3 separate regions of the Rattus norvegicus genome follow, and regions 2 and 3 are each linked to region 1. The links are chromatin contacts, called in public Hi-C maps. All regions are on one chromosome and are shown on one strand. The core of a region is the stretch at or near the end of the contact, and the rest is flanking DNA. Distances in the headings are between cores, read along the strand shown. Region 1 holds the start of Sipa1l1 (signal-induced proliferation-associated 1 like 1). Region 2 overlaps Sipa1l1 (signal-induced proliferation-associated 1 like 1). Region 3 has its middle 91 kb from the start of Sipa1l1.

Evidence for each region. Hi-C and Micro-C count contacts between places; a contact is called where the count stands out from the background.
Region 2: a Hi-C map of Schwann cells shows a contact between it and region 1, with 2.8 times the contacts expected there. The contact joins the enhancer-like site here to the promoter of Sipa1l1 in region 1. A contact is called at or near these places in 1 of 12 Hi-C or Micro-C datasets (Schwann cells) and 1 of 1 datasets of contacts at active chromatin or transcription factors (oligodendrocytes).
Region 3: a contact with region 1 is called in a Hi-C map of Schwann cells, with 2.1 times the contacts expected there. The contact joins the enhancer-like site here to the promoter of Sipa1l1 in region 1. A contact is called at or near these places in 2 of 12 Hi-C or Micro-C datasets (Schwann cells and frontal cortex).

The regions. Positions count from the first base shown.
Region 1 is chr6:107,569,363-107,571,900 of GRCr8, forward strand. It overlaps Sipa1l1 (signal-induced proliferation-associated 1 like 1), which reads left to right and starts at 1,276. Exons shown (of 25, transcript NM_001389245.1): 1 at 1,276-1,333; 2 at 1,845-1,905.
Region 2 is chr6:107,671,792-107,674,329 of GRCr8, forward strand. The region is part of intron 4 of Sipa1l1 (signal-induced proliferation-associated 1 like 1); the gene reads left to right. Among named protein-coding and RNA genes, the nearest start is that of Sipa1l1, 100 kb to the left of the region's middle. Within about 2 kb of position 1,265, at least 3 of the 93 cell types and tissues checked have an H3K27ac peak or open chromatin away from gene starts, as enhancers often do. A contact at or near this core is called in Schwann cells, where this site is marked.
Region 3 is chr6:107,478,419-107,480,956 of GRCr8, forward strand. No RefSeq gene overlaps it. Among named protein-coding and RNA genes, the nearest start is that of Sipa1l1, 91 kb to the right of the region's middle. Within about 2 kb of position 1,278, at least 49 of the 93 cell types and tissues checked have an H3K27ac peak or open chromatin away from gene starts, as enhancers often do. A contact at or near this core is called in Schwann cells, where this site is marked.

The sequences.
Region 1 (2,538 bases), core at 26-2,525:
AAAGATCAATTTTTGGGGCTGGGGATTTAGCTCAGTGGTAGAGCGCTTACCTAGGAAGCACAAGGCCCTGGGTTCAGTCCCCAGCTCCGAAAAAAAGAACCAAAAAAAAAAAAAAAAGATCAATTTTTTAATGGTGAGTTCTGTTATACACTATGGAATCTATATTTATTCATCTTTGTTGACATCAAAACTTCATGTTTCTATCAACAGCAGGATATTATTTAGTAAAACAAAAATCACCACAGAAAAATTTCTCCAATTTAGAAATAAAATGAGATTTCAAACAATAGCCTTTTGGAATATATATCATGTCTATGCCTGGTGTTCTTGGAGGGTGTCAGGTCTCCTGGAACTGGAATTATAGTTGTTGGCCCACCAAATGGAAGCTGGAAATTGAACATCAGTCATCTGGAAGAGCCGCTGTGCTTTACTTAATCCCAGAGTCATCTGTCCAATCCCTCAATAACGTTTTGTAATCAGGTATAAAGGTATAATCTGAGGATTCATAATTTAAGTTTTGTTTCCTGTTCCCTTCTACCGTGAACCAGGTTTTTACAAAGAGAAAAGAAACATGTAACCACAGGGAAAAAAAAGATTGAAACAGAAACCAGAGTTTAGCAGTGTAAAAAACTTGACTGTGGTGCAGAAACTGACATAAATTCCAGGTACTCTTTGGGGTTGGGCAAAGTAGAGTGACTGTGGACACACAAGGACTATTACCTTCATTTTCAACAACAGACATACAGTACCTACTAGGGTACAAAGCCCGCTGAGAATACCAACATGAGTGAGCTACATGCGCAAGAAGCCATCTCGTGGGGGCGTTAGGATGGGGAAAAGAAAGCATAGTGCGGGGGCTGGAGATGAGATTACACAGGAAGGCTCATAAACTGAGTACATGGTGGACATTTAGAAGTAGAGAGATGCGCTGACTTCTAAAGCCCCAGAGCTTCTCTGGCCAAATGCTCCCACCTCCGAGAAGCAGGTCTATGGAAGCCCTGCATCCTCCTCCAGCCTCCCCTTCCCCACCGCTAGGCTTGGGGCAGCGGAGGAGGCAGGTGAAAACTGCACTCGGCTGTCGAGTCGTCATGACAACCAGAAGTTCAACGGCCCTCACTACCCGGCTTCCACTTCCCCCGGCCCGAGCTTGGGCTTCTAATCTCGCGAGACTTGCCTGAGCGCAGAACCCCGCCGCGGTGATCTCACCCGAGACTGAAGGAGGGAGGAGAGGAGGGAGGGAAGGGATGGGGCGGGGAGAAGGGCCAGTGCAGCGCCGCCACCGCCGGCAACTTTGTGAGCGAGTTCAGTACGTGCGTGAGCGAGTGAGCGGAAAGTCAGTGCGGCCCCGTGTCCCGGGGGGGAGGGAGGGAGGGTGGGCCCGGGAGACCTCCCGCAGCGCGCTCATCGCCGCCGTCCGGGACTCCCTTCCCGCGCTGTCCCTCCGCGGGTCCTCCAGTCCCGGTGGGCAGTTACCTGTCCCCTCCCCCGCGGCCACGCAACTCCCCTCCTCCCCCCACGGCGCCCAGCACCGTGTTCCGTAGCCCGGACTCTCCCCGGGCGCCGCTCGCTCGTTCCCCGGAGCCGGCGGGCGGGATGAGGGGTTCGGGGGTGCGAGCCGGGGTCCCGGCTTCTGCACAATAGTTGATGCCCCGGGACTAATCACTTCGGCCTCCGCAGCTCACGGAGTGCGGCCGCTGCGGGGACCTCCTCGGAGCGAGGCTGGGGAGCTGTGCTAATCCTGCCCGGGCGGCCCCTTCGCCCGGCGCTCGGAGCCTCAGATCTCCACAGAGGAGGCGGCGAGCGAGCGCGCCCCGACCGTCTGCACGCTTTCTCTTTCTCCCCAGGGAGAGCGCGCGGACGACGCGCCCCGGACGCGCGGCAGCACCGGGAAGCCCAGGCCAAGCGGTAAGTGGCTCAGGAGGGCAGGGCTGGGGGGGGGCGGGGCGGCACTACTGACAGTCCCCCCCTCCGCCCCCGGCTTGGGATTCGCGGTCTGGAGCTGGACGCTCACAGCGGCTGAAAGTTAGATTTCCGATTTAGTGGCGTGCTGGGGATCGCGGTCCCGGCGGGGGCGAGTCTGCACTTCACCGCGCACTGCGCGCGCGCACGTTCGCCCCTCGGGATCCGGATCGGCACCCCTAGAGGCCCGGATCCCCGCATCCCCGCCCGGTGGCCGTGCTTACCCTTCGGCTCCGGGCTCCTCGGAGCGATCCTTCCCCATCCGTCACTCGGTGAGCTCTTTGCAGGTGTGCTGCAGGGGCCAAGGCCCAGTGGGTTAATGGTGGGGAAAGGAAAGATTCGGGTGCGGGCTCAAGGGTGTTAATTTCTCTCCTGGGAGATCCTGGGGACTGAGATGGGGTTGGGGGATGCTCCAACCTGCGTTCCTTGGAGGAAGGAAACCGTCATAAGGTTGGAGAGGCATGAGGGTGCTGTCTGTATACAGAACTTTTTCTTTCCTTGCCCTTTCCAACTTCGCTCCTGACCTTAAAGGCAACTTGCCAGGTTCATAAGTCGCTCCATGGCATTTCAATGTGGGCA
Region 2 (2,538 bases), core at 15-2,514, 100 kb after region 1:
TGAGACTTTAAATGGGACAGGGTATTTTCTGTGACTGCTCACATTCTGGGCTGAAGAGTAGAGGGACGAGGAAGAGAGCAACAGAGAAAGAGAGAGAGAGAGAGAGAGAGAGAGAGAGAGAGAGAGAGAGAGAGAGTGTGTGTGTGTGTGTGTGTGTGTGTGTGTGTGTTCCTGTTCCTTAAAGCTGTAGATCAGTGTTGTCCCTGACTGCCATGCTTTGAGAGTGCCTCAGCCTGGGAAGAGAAGAAAGAGAAGAGGAGAAACACGGGTCATGGAAATCCCCTCCTTAGCTTTCCAGCCAGAGCTTAGAGCCTGGGCTATCCCAAAAGCCTGGATGTGGGATATGTTCTTCTAAGTGGGCTGCCTTGTCTGGCCTAGTGGGAGAGGATGCACGTAGTGTCGTGGAGATGGACCAGGGTTGGGGTATGCGCAGAGGGCCCTACCTGCTCAGAAGAGGGGGGTGCACTGCGGTATTATAGGAGGGGGTGACTGGGAGGGGGCAGTGAGTGGAATGTGAAGTGAATAATAAAATAAAAATAATAAAAAACAATTATTTGAATAAAAAAGAAGCACCATAATGGAAATATAAGAAAATAAGTACTTCTCTATCACAATCAAACTAAAAAAGAAAAAGAGAAGAAACATGGCCAGTGGGAATCCCCTCCTCAGTTCCGCAACCAGAGGTCAGAGGGTTGATGTGCTCCCTCTGACCTCCTGTTTGGGTCAGGCCTTCTTATATGAGTCTCACCCATGCACAGGGCAGAGTGGGCCTCTGCTTCTCTTACTCCTTGCACTTATAGCCTTTGTGCTTGCTGAACCCACTGCAGTGTTTGGCAGAGCCTCCAAGAAGCTGCTTCATAGCTGGGCGGTGGTGGCAAAAGCTTTTAATTCCAGCACTCAAGAGGCAGAGGCAGGAGGATCTCTGAATTTGAAGCCAACCTGCTCTACAGAACAAGTTCCGGGATAGCCAGGGCTACACAGGAAAAAAAAAAAAAAAAGAAAAAGAGAAAACGTTGGGAAAAAAAGCCGCTTCATGAGTTACGTTGTGGTTATGGCTGCCTGAGTAGAGGAGCTGGACTGTGTATGACTCTTTGATCTTGCCCTGGAATCAGTCCCTATCATGGTTAAATACAGATTTAGAGTTGTGCTTGGGGTGCGTGGCAGAGACCTTGAAATAATAGGCTCTCTGTGCAGAGCTGTTTCACAGACTTAGTCCTCTGTCGACTGCATTGTCCAAGACGCAAGCCATGTGGGAAGCTGCCAGTTGTGGAATCACTGTTAACATTTCAGTGGCTCTCGTCTTCTTCCTGTCGACAATAGGAGGACAGTATAAGGCAGCCATTGATGAGTGCTGTCTCATGTTTGACTTCTTGTGAGAACGGTGTCTGGAGTGTCCTGTCCTCCCTGTTCTGTCCCCATCTCTTGTCACAGCATCGCTGGCTTGGTTTCTGATACTTATGAATTTAGTTGAGTTCCTTCTGTGACATGAATTAATCTGCCTTCATTCTAACCCCCTTTGTCAGAGCCAAAAGGGGAATTTGAGAACATGGGGAGATGAGAAAGGAGAGGGTGTTCACAAGTCTCTTCATTCTCTAATGACTTTTAAAAGTTGTGAAATAAATATTATCCACACAGCTGGTGAAAAATAACTACAGTTTAGTAGATTCCTAGTGGAAATGGCTCCATGGTCTAGAAATTAACCAATTTATTTTAGGTTATTGTTTATCAGTAGAAACCCATTAAAATCAGTATGGAAGGAATTTTATATAGTTGATCATAAATCTCTTGAACTCAACCTCAGGAGGCCTTGTTAATGGAGTCACAGCAGGGAATAGGAACAGATAACTAGGAAGGCCTAATATAAGGTAATTAAGAATAACTCACTCGGCATTTAAATTATAGAAAATGAGAGTAAAATATAAAGCTAAAGATGGTTGACAGTTGTGCACTATCTTTAGCGATACCACACTTTAGTGATCTTGTATTCCGGTTGTTTGCTGTGCTTTTGTTATTTAAGACTAATGGTAGGAACCTTTGTGGAACACAAGTACTGCCCCGTCCTCTGCCTTACATGCTTTGTCTCATGACTTGCTGACAAGAACCTCCTCAGACTGACCTGATGAATGGGGAGCACGTGATGCAAAAGAGGTCAGTCATGGGGTTAGAGGTCAAATAGTTTGCCTCTAGACATTCTGCCCTTACCTGGTTAGCCTAACATTCCCTGGGTGTTAGTTGTGGTATAGCTTAGTGGCCAGGATGCGTCCTAGTGTGCTGGCTAGGTTTGGTTACTTAACACAAGCTAGAGTCATCTGGGCAGAGGGGTCTCAGTTGAGATGCCTTTATAGAAGATTCACAAGAAAAGTTGAGAAAGCCGTGAGAAGTAAGCCAGTAAGCAGCACACCTTCATGGCTTTTGCTTCAATTTCTGTCTTGAGTTTCTGCCCTGGCTTCCTGAGTGACAGAATGGGACCTTAGAGTTATAAGATGAAATAAACACATCCTTCCCCAAGTTGCTGTTGTTCATGGTGTTACGTCACAG
Region 3 (2,538 bases), core at 28-2,527, 91 kb before region 1:
CGTGCGTGTGCGTGTGCACGCATGCGTGCGTTCTCCATAAACGTATGGGGTGAGTCAGAAAAGCAACAGGACACGTTTTCGACAGCACTGGGTAGAAATAATGAGAGCCATCCTCACACTCCGCTCCTCCTCTGTGCAGGGCCAGGTGTGTGCTGAACTCCTGTGGTTTTCCCAGCAACCCTACAAAGAGCATCATCCCATCCTCCTTTGTGGGACGAATATACTCAGCTTCAGAGAGAGTCATAATGTCTCCAAGCGTACCCAGCTGGGAAGCCATGGGATGAGATTAGAACCTAATGGGAGCCAAGAAAGACAGGCAGACAATCCAGGGTTCTCTGATAGAAAACCTCCCTCCCTCTCCCCTCCCCTCTCCCTCCCCTGCCTCCCCCTCCATCCTCCCTGGCTCCCTTCTTCCTTCCTCTTTCCATGTGAGAGAGCATAAATATGTTTATGGCTGAGGAGGAGCTGCAGAAGATGAACAATTAGCAGGGAACAACAATAAAGCAAAGACCTGGGAGGGGAGTGGCACTTGGTGGAAGGACTGCAAGAGAGGCCAGGCGGTATGAATCCACCCTTGACCTATCCTCCTCTTCTGAGGGAGGGTCATTGCTGGCTCTCTCCCTAAGGAGGAACTTGGATGGCTGCTGGGGACAGAGAACCAGTTTTACAGTTACTGCTGGGATCAGTTGCGAGCCCCAGTTAAGGGAACTGCTGTAGTAATGGCCCAAAGAGCCACTCGTTCAGGGGAGGGCTGCTCTGAAAACCCATGAGGCCAAGTTCTGGTTCTGTCTGCAAGCCTGTAACGGTGGGTTTCCAGGCCCCCTTGGGATTTCTACTGTCTGATAGAAAAGCCAATGGAGACCTGTTCTCCTAGTGTAGGGGGTGAAGGTGCCTGGCTGGAGACTCCCTGTGGCTCCTGGGGACAGATTCCCCTACAATAAGCATAAAAGCCCCACAGGTTTCAGAGCGGGGATCCATGTGAACTGATTAGCCTGCGACTGTGTGATTTCGACAGACTCTGTGCCTTCTGCTCATCCCTCATAATACATTCCAGTTACTAGAAAGGCCTGTGGTGCTGTTGATCTCCACCGGGGTCTCCAGCCAGCTCCAACACTGAGGACTGCCTTCAGGCAGTGCAGTCCATCACAATGGCAGAACCCAGAACACATCCGGAGCAGCCTGGCTGACTGGCTGCAGGCAGCTTGTTCCCTGCCCTCTCCAAGGATCTGGGATTTATTTAGCCCGTTTCCGTGGCAGCACTGGTGGCAGCAGCAGCATCTGCTTCCCCACGAGTCTGAATGAATCACGGCCACCCACGCTAACCCTTGGCACAGCACAACCCTGCTGGGGACCACAGATAATAAGGCAGCGGAGAGATGCCATGCGCTTTCCACTGCCTTGTGGCTTTCTGCCCTTGGTCAGACTCTGTAAAGACAGTGCACTGGGCAGGGCTCTAAGAAGGACTCACCTACCCAGAAGTCTGGAAGGCTCTCCCAAGAGCTGTCAGATCTGCTTCCACTAAATTCTGGGTGGTTTACCTTGGCGCTGCCAGTAGCAGCAAGGCTTCTTAGGAGAGGGCTGTAGGACTTTGGTCTCCAAGTCCTGAGCTCTTAACCATCCAAGTTTCACACTGTATGATGTTCTCTCCCCAGAGCTGGCTTTGAACCCATATTGACTTCTGAGTTCTCTGGCTCTCAGTGCAGCTCTTCCTCTCTGGGGAGCAGCCTCTCAAACTGGATTCTTTCTCAGACTTTCCTCTAAAATGTACTTTCCCTTCATCCTTCTTGCTGCAGGTTTCTTGGGGTAGGAAGGGGTGTTAGTTCACCCATATCATCAGTGGCTAAAGGAAGCATGAGGCTAATCTTAGAGGTGTGTTCCCCTTACCTTCTGAGCAGGGAAGCATCGCCTTGGAGTTTGCTCAAATCCACATTCCCCACCATATCCCAGTTAAACTACATTGGAAACTCTGGGGTGCTGTGACAATCTGTAAATAAGTCTTCGAGGAGACTCCGAGGCATGGCAGAGTTCGTGGTCTGAAGAAAGGGTAGCGTCCTTGCCTTCTCCATGTGGGGATTTGGTCCGTGCTTCTGCATGGGCTCCCAGTACAGCTGCAAACATCTCTGTTGTGTGTGAGGCACCCTGAGGGAAAGGGGCTTGAGAAGCCAAAGATTCAATTTGTCCTGACTCTGGGCCCAGGAGTCCTCCAATATCTCTTCTCCAGATTACCCAAGTCACATGGAAAGGAACCCATGTGGTTTTCTTATATGGAAGGGCAGTATCTCACCTACTGTGGAAAGGGCCTTGAGGGAAACAGAAAACCCTCTTTGGGAGGGAACAATCAGGCCTTTGAGTATCCCCATGAGCTGAAGAGCTCTGCTGGAGGAAAAGGCGCTGGAGAGCCAGGTACATTCATTCCTCTTGTTAGCTTTGTTTTTGACATTCACTCCTTGCCCCGTGCTAAGTCTAATAAGTGGTCTTCACCTCAGAGAACTTACCAGGGGGGCAAATGATCCCAAAGTCTGAGTGACTTAACAGAGC